3 separate regions of the Zea mays genome follow, and all the other regions are linked to region 1. Evidence: chromatin contacts called from public Hi-C data. All regions are on one chromosome and are shown on one strand. Each heading gives the region's core, a stretch centred on a gene start, on an enhancer-like site or on the middle of the called end of the contact. The rest is flanking DNA. Distances are from core to core; before and after follow the strand shown.

What was found. A called contact is a pair of places that touch in the nucleus more often than the background predicts.
Region 2: a contact with region 1 is called in a Hi-C map of ear, with 2.7 times the contacts expected there. The contact joins the promoter of LOC100273679 here to the promoter of LOC100191780 in region 1. A contact is called at or near these places in 2 of 25 Hi-C or Micro-C datasets (ear and endosperm).
Region 3: a Hi-C map of tassel shows a contact between it and region 1, with 2.6 times the contacts expected there. The contact joins the promoter of LOC103627442 here to the promoter of LOC100191780 in region 1. A contact is called at or near these places in 2 of 25 Hi-C or Micro-C datasets (ear and tassel).

Annotation. Positions count from the first base shown.
Region 1 is chr5:191,518,219-191,521,082 of Zm-B73-REFERENCE-NAM-5.0, reverse strand. It overlaps LOC100191780, which reads right to left and starts at 1,505. Exons shown (of 1, transcript NM_001137205.2): 1 at 1-1,505. The coding sequence starts at 1,466. The coding sequence ends at 51.
Region 2 is chr5:191,260,036-191,262,803 of Zm-B73-REFERENCE-NAM-5.0, reverse strand. LOC100273679 (two-component response regulator ARR3) reads left to right here and starts at 1,516. Exons shown (of 5, transcript NM_001148091.1): 1 at 1,516-2,140; 2 at 2,254-2,300; 3 at 2,425-2,502; 4 at 2,600-2,670. The coding sequence starts at 1,804.
Region 3 is chr5:191,201,295-191,204,416 of Zm-B73-REFERENCE-NAM-5.0, reverse strand. It overlaps LOC103627442 (regulator of nonsense transcripts UPF2), which reads left to right and starts at 1,556. Exons shown (of 17, transcript XM_008647737.3): 1 at 1,556-1,827; 2 at 2,063-2,204. The coding sequence starts at 2,127.

The DNA.
Region 1 (2,864 bases), core at 256-2,755:
TGATCAATGCAAACACCACCCATGAAACTTGAATAACATGGCAATACCACTTAGGCACGACCTTGTGGCACTTCTTCACTAGATGATGCTTCAGGCACATAAGCTTCATCATCACTGGATTCTTCTGATACAGTAACTTCCTCAGCGGCAGATCCTTCGAGCTCAAGTGCCTCTACCTCTGCAGCATCGGGCCTAACCTCAGCAACAGTTTCTCCAGATGTAACTTCCAACAGAGGAGTTTCTCCACTATCTGAGTCCAACCCAAGCTCTTTCTCAACCTTCTTCCAACCAGACAGCAAATTCTCTGGGAACATCTTTTTTACCTCTGCAACAACCTCTTTGGCATCAGCCACCCTGCCTCCCTTTGCCAATCCCTCAACCAACCCTTTCATTGTTCTAAAATCTGGCACCTTACGCCTCTTTAAGCTATCCTTGAAGATGCCCAAACCAGCATCAAAGTCTCCATAGGCACAGAGTTCTGCTAACATGTGCTTGTACGTGGCAGCATCTGCCGAGCACCCCTTCTCAGCTAGGGAGTGGTAAAGAACCTTAGCATCCTCCAATTTGCCACTCTTGCAATAGCTAGTCATGAGGAAATTGTAGGTGGTGGTGTCCGGCTTCACACCAGCCGCTTCCATCTCTGTCATCACCTCCATAACCTCTTCTGGCTTTCCATGGAGCGCGTAGTACATGGCCTTCACATTATAAGTTGCCACATCGGGCTCACATTCACTTTCTACCATCTCTTTCCACAAAGACTCAGCCTCATTGGTCATCTTCCTCTTATACATGGAATCGATCAACGTGGTGTAGATCCTGTTGGTCGGCGAGATACCTTGCTCGCGCATTAGATCCAAGGCCTGCTTGGCCTTAGCATCATCGCGGGCCATGCAGTAGGCCTTGACAAGGATGCCATAGGATGTGGCATTGGGGGTGATGGAAAACTCCTTGGAGAGCTCAGCGAAGAGGACAGGGACGCGTCTGTAGCGGCGACATCGTATGAAGGTGGAGAGGAGGGCGTTGAAGGGGAGCGGGGAGTTGGGGGTTGGAAGGGACGGCGCAGCGGAGCGGAACGCGTCGATGGCCTTCTCGGGGAGGTTGGCGGAGGCGTAGGAGCACAGGACGGCGGCGAGGTGGGCCTCGGTGGTGGACGCGGTGAGATGGGAGGAGAGGAGGGCCTCCGCGTCAGCGAAGCGGCGGGAGCGAGAAAGGCGGCGCGCGGCGAGGGAGAGCGCGTGCCGGGTGGAAGCAGCGGAGATGGACGCCGTGTCGATGGCGTCGAGGATGGAGACCACGCGGTCCGGATCGCGCTCGCGGAGGAGTTGTCTCTTGGCGTCCGACAACGTGATGGCAACGGGATCGGTGCCGCCGGTGGTCGGGGTGGTGGTGGAGAGCGCACGGGAGATGGGGAGGACGTGGGCATGGCTGCGGCGGCTGTGGCGGAGGAGTGTCGCGAGCGCAGCCATTTTCGTAGGCGGCGACGAGACGAGGGGAACAGGGGGGAGGGCTTTGGCTGGGTTTTCTTCGCTAGGTTTTAGGGCTTCTTTGGGATCCCGTGTTAGACTGTTGGGCCCAATTGAGTGAGTCGTGTATAGCAGACCGAAATTGTAAAGCCGAGAGACTATATCTCTCCAATAACCGTATTTAAAGTCCAAACAGTTCAGTCTAGTGTACAGAATAGTATAAAAACAATATTTTGAGTAAACTATGGATAACTAGGCGAATATCCGTGCGTTGTAATGGGAACATATAATACTACAATAACTTATATATAAAATATATGTTATACTGTGCGCGTCTCTCGTTCTCTCTCAACGACAGTACACCCTCGAGATTCTGGAGCGCGCTGGCATGACTGCGTGCAAGCCTTGCAGTACCCCGGTGAACACTCAGGGCCAAGCTCTCCTCTGATGGCTCGCCGGTTCCAGAGTCAACATTGTACCGCAACCTGGTCGGTGCCTTGCAGTATCTCACCTTCACCCGCCCGAACATCACTTATGCGGTACAAGTCTGCCTCTACATGCATGATCCTCGGGAGCCGCATCTCACCGCCCTCAAGCGCATCCTTCGCTATCTGCACATCACCGTCGACCTCGAGCTGTTCGTAGCTCGTGCTTCCTCGCCGCACACGCTGACTGTCTATACCGATGCCGACTGGGCCGAGAGACCGGACACTCATCGCTCCACGTCAGGGTACGTCGTGTTCCTCGGTGACTGTCTCATCTCCTGGTCTAGCAAGCGACAACTGACGATCTCTCGGTCTAGTGCAGAGGCTGAGTACCGCATCGTCGCCAACGGCGTCGCTAAGGCGACTTGGCTGCGTCAGCTTCTACTCGAGCTTCACTAGCCTCTCCAGTGTGCCATGGCTGTTTACTGCGACAATATGAGTGTTGTCTACCTCTCGACAAACCTGGTGCAACATCAACACACCAAACATGTTGAGGTTGACCTTCACTTTGTTCGTGCGTAGCCGCCAGTGCTGTGCACGTCCACCACATGTCAACCACCTCGCAGTTCGCCGACATCTTCATCAAAAGCCTACCTTCGAGCGTCTTCCTAGAGTTTCGGTCCGGCATAAATGTCCGTTCCACCGACATTCCTACTACCGGGGGGTTAGACAGTATATTGCCAGGATATCCTCTACTATAATTGCTGGTGTAATCTTGATTAATCGGTGGCTGCCCTCCCGATCTCTCTCTCAGGAAGTAAGAAGAGTTCAACTGTTTTTAGTATGAACTTTTTGGGCAGCTAAATTAAAAAAATTACTCAATAACTCTTGACAATGATGCTATAAAACCTGAACTAAAATTGAAACTTTGAAGTGGTTGCAGCAATAAGAAATATAAAGGAAATGGGATACACAC
Region 2 (2,768 bases), core at 267-2,766, 260 kb after region 1:
ATGTTATGTCACACCTGAATTTAATGATAAATTTATATGCATTTTATATGTGTGTTATGATTAAATTTCACACATATGATGACTCAATGTGTAGAAACTAGTGTCACAAATTTATTGTATAAGTATAATGTCTTCACACAAATAACTAAATAAAGAAACTAAACAACGACGACGATGACGATCTCGATAATGAACCACAGGTAGGTTGACCGGAGCGACAATAGTCCTGAACTCGTCGAACTCGTAGTAGTAGTCTTTCCCTTGCTGACCTAATTCTGAGAAACAAATCCTGCAAGGGTGAACTCACTTATGGTAGGGACTCATCAACTGTGTAGAAAAAAAGTATAGTATAAGACTTACAAAAAAAATTTAAGGCTAAGCATTACATTTTAATTAAGTTGATCAAACTTTTATTAGTAACGGCTAGTAAATATCAACCCAATTAAATGGTAAACTAAAATGTCACCCATAAAGCAACCACATACATGTCGATTTAAATTTACTTCTATATATTAATCATGTGAGAGTTTCGAGCCGGTCGTAACCGTCAGCACGATTGATATATATATTTTACACTCTGCAGAGGTTGCACATCTTTACCCATAAGTCGTGTTACCTATTTGTCACGGTTTAGCTAGACCCTACACCTCTTCCAAGGAGGTAGAGCAAGGTTCACTGCGATGCCTTTATAAAATTCCACTCGTATGAGAAAACCCACTCCAGATTTAAGCAGAGATGGTATAGAACTATAGATAATCCCGAGGTCTGAAAAACCATTGTAACATGGTCAACCCCATCACTATATTTGAGTAACTCCTCCCCGCTTGCCCTTTCGTGTAAGATTCTTACACACTAGCTTCCCTGATTAATTAGCCAAGACATGAGGCTATATAGTCTCTGTGGTTTTCTCGGATTGGCACTCCATATTCCAATTAAACGAGTGATTTTATCATGCATAATATGTATACTAGCAACAATAAATCATGCTCAGTGTATCATTTATCCCATAATCAAGTAGAGCAATAGCAAATCTATCCAGTAATAAATATACCAGGTATAAACAAGGTATAGGGAAAACATATATAGGTAACACATTAGTTCTCATCAGATTAATTAACCGCAAGAACAAGGGGGTTGAATGCACTAGAGCTATTCCTCCCGCTCCCGGTGTTCCATTACTCCTGTACTTGGTCGGCGGATTGTGCACGAACCCAATCACTTTGGCCAGTGCGCTCATGTAAAGATCGATCGCTCCAGGACTAGGATACCAGCTTTCTGGTGGTGTAATACGTGCGTCTTCGTCGTCCTTGGCCTGCTCCTAGCAGTAGCAGTCTCTCGAGAAAATCTGTGCCCATACCAAACGTCAGTGGCAGCGTACAGGTGCAAGTATACGCCGGTTTTGTCAAACGGACGAGCTGGCGTGGCCTCTGCTTTCTTGGTCACGGCTCACGGGCCTGCCTGCGACCTTGATGAGCCACTACGAGGACGACAAATCCGCTGCGTGCTGAGATAATAAGACGAGTTTATGGTGGCACTGGCACATGCGCTGGATCGCGGAGCTGTAGAATCGCCAATGCGGAGAGCTTAAACAATCTCGCCAGCCGAATCTCGTCGATCAGATCAGATGGCAGACAAAATAAGGATCACGGAGTGTGCAGAGATATCCAATCCAAGCACATCGGAGGTGCTCATTGAAGAGAGAAGATCCTTGGGTCCGGAAAAGGAGACGAGATCCTGTCCTGGGCAGCGCCAGGAGGGGAGGAGTTAATACCTGCGTCCCCTGGCACGTGTGGGTCGCCCCGTATGAAAAAGCTCACTGGCCGGACCATCCCCGTACCGAGATCTCGCGGATTCACTCGCCGCACTGGGGATCTCCTGACCGATCGCTTCCTTTCCCCCTTCCGTAACAGGCAAGAAGCGCGCCCCCCGCGCGTGTATATAAGCGCGCAGCACCGGCCCAAGGCTGGGCAAGACGGCGGGTCGTCGGAGTCGACAGGGGAGTCCAAGCTTCAGATGGCCAGCGTCGGTGGAGCAGTGGCCGGGGGCGTGGGGGCGCCGACGCCGCACGTCCTCGCGGTGGACGACAGCTCCGTCGACCGCGCCATCATCGCCGCCATACTCCGGAGCTCCCGGTTTCGTGGTGCGTTGCAAGCTGCTGGGCAGGCAGGCGGGCGGGCGGGCGGGCGTTCCTGTGGTCTCGGTACTTAGTTCAGTTCTTGATGCAAATTGTTTTGGTCTTGTGCGTTCGTGCAGTGACTGCGGTGGAAAGTGGGAAGAGGGCCCTGGAACTGTTAGGCACGGTATTGACTCATATAGCTGTGATTCTTTTCTCTTTTTTTTCTTACCAATTTTTACACGGGGATCTACGCCTTTATTTCTCACCCTTGTTTTCGGGTCGTATCGTGTATGTATCCTATGATATAGGAGCCGAACGTGAGTATGATAATCACCGATTACTGCATGCCAGAGATGACGGGATACGAGCTGCTCAAGAAGGTCAAGGTAAAGATGATCTGACGACTAGCCCATTCTGCATTCTGCAACGTGAAATCTGAGCCTTCATTTAAGATCGCTGACTAATGAAGATCCGTGCATGCAGGAGTCGTCCAAGCTGAAGCAGATCCCGGTGGTGATCATGTCCTCGGAGAACGTCTCGACCAGAATCAGAAGGTAATAAGCAATCATCACATACGACTAAAGATGTAGCAGTAGCACCCGTACCTACGTCTAATGATCTAACGTCGTGCCTTGCCCCCCTCCCGTGTCTA
Region 3 (3,122 bases), core at 307-2,806, 320 kb after region 1:
CCCCTAGATCCAGCTTTGGATAGCTTCTGGAGGCGCCCTAAGTGAAAAAGAAGGAAGACTATGACCACTGTCTGTGCCAACCCTTGTTCGATGAGCAAAGGCGTAGGGAGACACATCCTTTCGAGCGTGTTTCCCACAGGTGAATGGCCATGCACCCGATTTACACCGACTCTATCGGCACGCCCCGCTTAGGCTGTCCCCAAAGCAGTTCAACCGAGAAGAAGTGGTACTAGAGATGGAAATGAGGGACGACTCGCAAGTACCCCTCATGCAGCGTCATGAAGGTCGCCATATGCTGAATCTCATTAAGATTGAGGTGGTGTAGCTGAATCTTGTAATAGTGTAGAAGCCCAACCAAGAAGGGATGCAGAGGCATCACAAACCCCCGCTCGTGAAAATGAACGAACGACACCATGAAGCACGTTGGCGGCTCGGAGATGACCTCATGCTCGAGAAGCCTCAAATCCTCTTCGTAAAGAAGACCCCATGCGACGTGGGCATCTAGACGGCTTCGCTTGATCTTATACCGATTCCAGAACACCATATGTTACGAAGGGAGAAAGTGGTGGGAAGAGGAGTGCGAGTGGAAGGCAGGAACAACGAAGAGCTCGGAAAAGGCTTTGGCTATGTGGAGAAAGGGGCTTGGCGTTAAGAAGGCAGACAATAAATCGAATCGGCAAGGCTCCCGAACCCAGAACAACTGTCCCACTATTACCCATAAAACAATATTTTGTACGGCCATATACACTCTGTGTTGAGCGTGTCCTTATAGTTGAGAGGTAGCCAACAAGTGGCAATCAAACAGCTATAGATGACAATGGGTAAAAACTTGTTGGGTATCATTTTCCTAAACCCATATCCACAAAGAAAAAATACTCCCGCAAAAAAACTCATACCTATGATGGTATAAAATTTTGTCCAAACCCATGCCCATGCCCATACGAGATTCGGGTACACAACGGTTTTCCATACCACCGACATCATTCATCAATAAAGAAATAAGTGATAACTAATTTTAGCTTAAACTTTGTTACATGGAGTTTATTTCAACTAGAATATTCAAATAATAATATTATGAAACATATTTGTAAGTTATGTTGATTTTAAGAATTTAGAGGTTTGCGGTATGAGTAGTGGAAGAATAAACCTATGCCCACATACTCGGTGTTTCTATCTGAACCCATTAATAAATCCATGTGTAGAGAAATTAGTCCTAACCTATAAAAAAACCACTAGTTGGAAGAATAAACTATGCCCACGTACTCGTTTGCGTTTCTATTTAAATTCATAATAAATATATATATAGAGAAACTAGTCTAAACCTATAAAAAAACTCGGGCCAATTCTCTGTATGCCATTAAAAATATACAAGAAATGAATATACTCGTTCCTTGTGTGCCACTGGCCTCATATGTCATACACACATAAAAATATATCTATATGTCACTCAGTAGCATACAAGAAATGAATATAAAATCTTATGTCATATCAGGAATTTTCCAAAAAAAAAAACTCACCAGTACCATATCTACGTTCTACAAACAGCCCTGGGAGTAGACGCGGCTACGGATCCTAAACGGTACGATCGTTGGTGTTGCCCATCCAAATTTCTAGACTAGAGGACCTTGGCAAACGCCCAAACAGACTTGACTGTGTAGAACCACTGAACCAGCGTCGTCTTCTCGAGTTGAAGTGTGCTGCCTGTTCACCCCTGCGTCTTTCCCTCCCCTGTTACGATTATTTGCCTATTGGGTGACCGCCGACGCCGCCCCACGCCAGGTGCTCAGGTCTTCGGCGGGCCCTTTGCTGGCGAGGAGCACCAACCCTGTATGCCCACCCCTTATATGCCCTTGCTGCTGTGCGAAACCGATCATCCAAACCCTAACCTACGCTATTTGGCTATTTGTATTCGGATCTGGTCTAATTACAAGCATATACATACCCATTAACTTCGTTATTTTCTTCTTGCAAAAGTTATATAGGGTATACATGTGTACACCCATGCCCTTATTGGCTCCGCCCTTATTTGTATTGACCGTGGCTTACAATTTCTCATTAACAGATACGGAGGATATTTTGGTTGCGCATAACAAGTTGGATAGTTCTGGGTTTTCGCTCTGAACAAAATGGACAATGCTCAGAGTGAGAACCGAATTGATACCAAGCAAGATGATGATGTGCGCCAGATCAAACATGATGATGAGGTAAATTGAGACCTCTACTCTTTTATTAAATTTCATGGATAAATGATCTTTATTGTTGTTGATAACTCACAATTTACTGTTGATGGTTATCCTATCATTCATCCTTATAATTTTGTTCACCTAATGATATTGCCATATTGGTAATTAGTCCCCTCTAATCTTATTTCATTGGCAGATCCTGGCACTGATAGGGCTAAAGATTAGTCAGGAAGAGGATTGGGATTTTATTTGCCATGCCTAGAATCAGTTGGGCATTTAATAGACCTGCCATAATAATGGCTCATGGATTCGATTGGGACTTGGGATCACTGGCAAACTTTGATTAATGATTATTACCCCCAACTTTGACCTAACTATATGCAGGTTAACTTATATTTTATGGCCTAAAATGCTTGATTGATGAGAGGGGTGTGGGACAGCATTATATTGACACTGGTAACCATGGCATACTCTAGTCATGGAGCTAGCCAACCAATGTCACCAGTAGCAGTTATCTGTCCACTTGGGCAAAGACAAATCTTGGATCTATCTCCATCAACAAACTATTCTGGTTGGAGCATGTGTCTGTGTGAAAGCACTGCACAAATGAAAATTTCATTCTCTGTCAGTTTCTAGTATCATATCTTAAGGTAGGCCTAGTGCTAGAGGCTCCACATGAGTGGGGTCTGGGGAAGGGATAGTATCCTACTTAGTCACAAAGTTTCCGGATCGATAGTGTCGAGGAACGTCCGAACGTGGTACACTATTTGTGTGATATTTTTACATGGTGGTAATGAAAATGACCCGTGTACCCGGGTCGGGAATGATGTTCCCAGGTCGAGGGTCGCTACCATTGTACCTGTTTCTTGTGACTATTCCTATCTTAAGGCAACTTCTTAAAACTGGACCCTTGAATGCAGTTCGAGTGGATGTACCTTT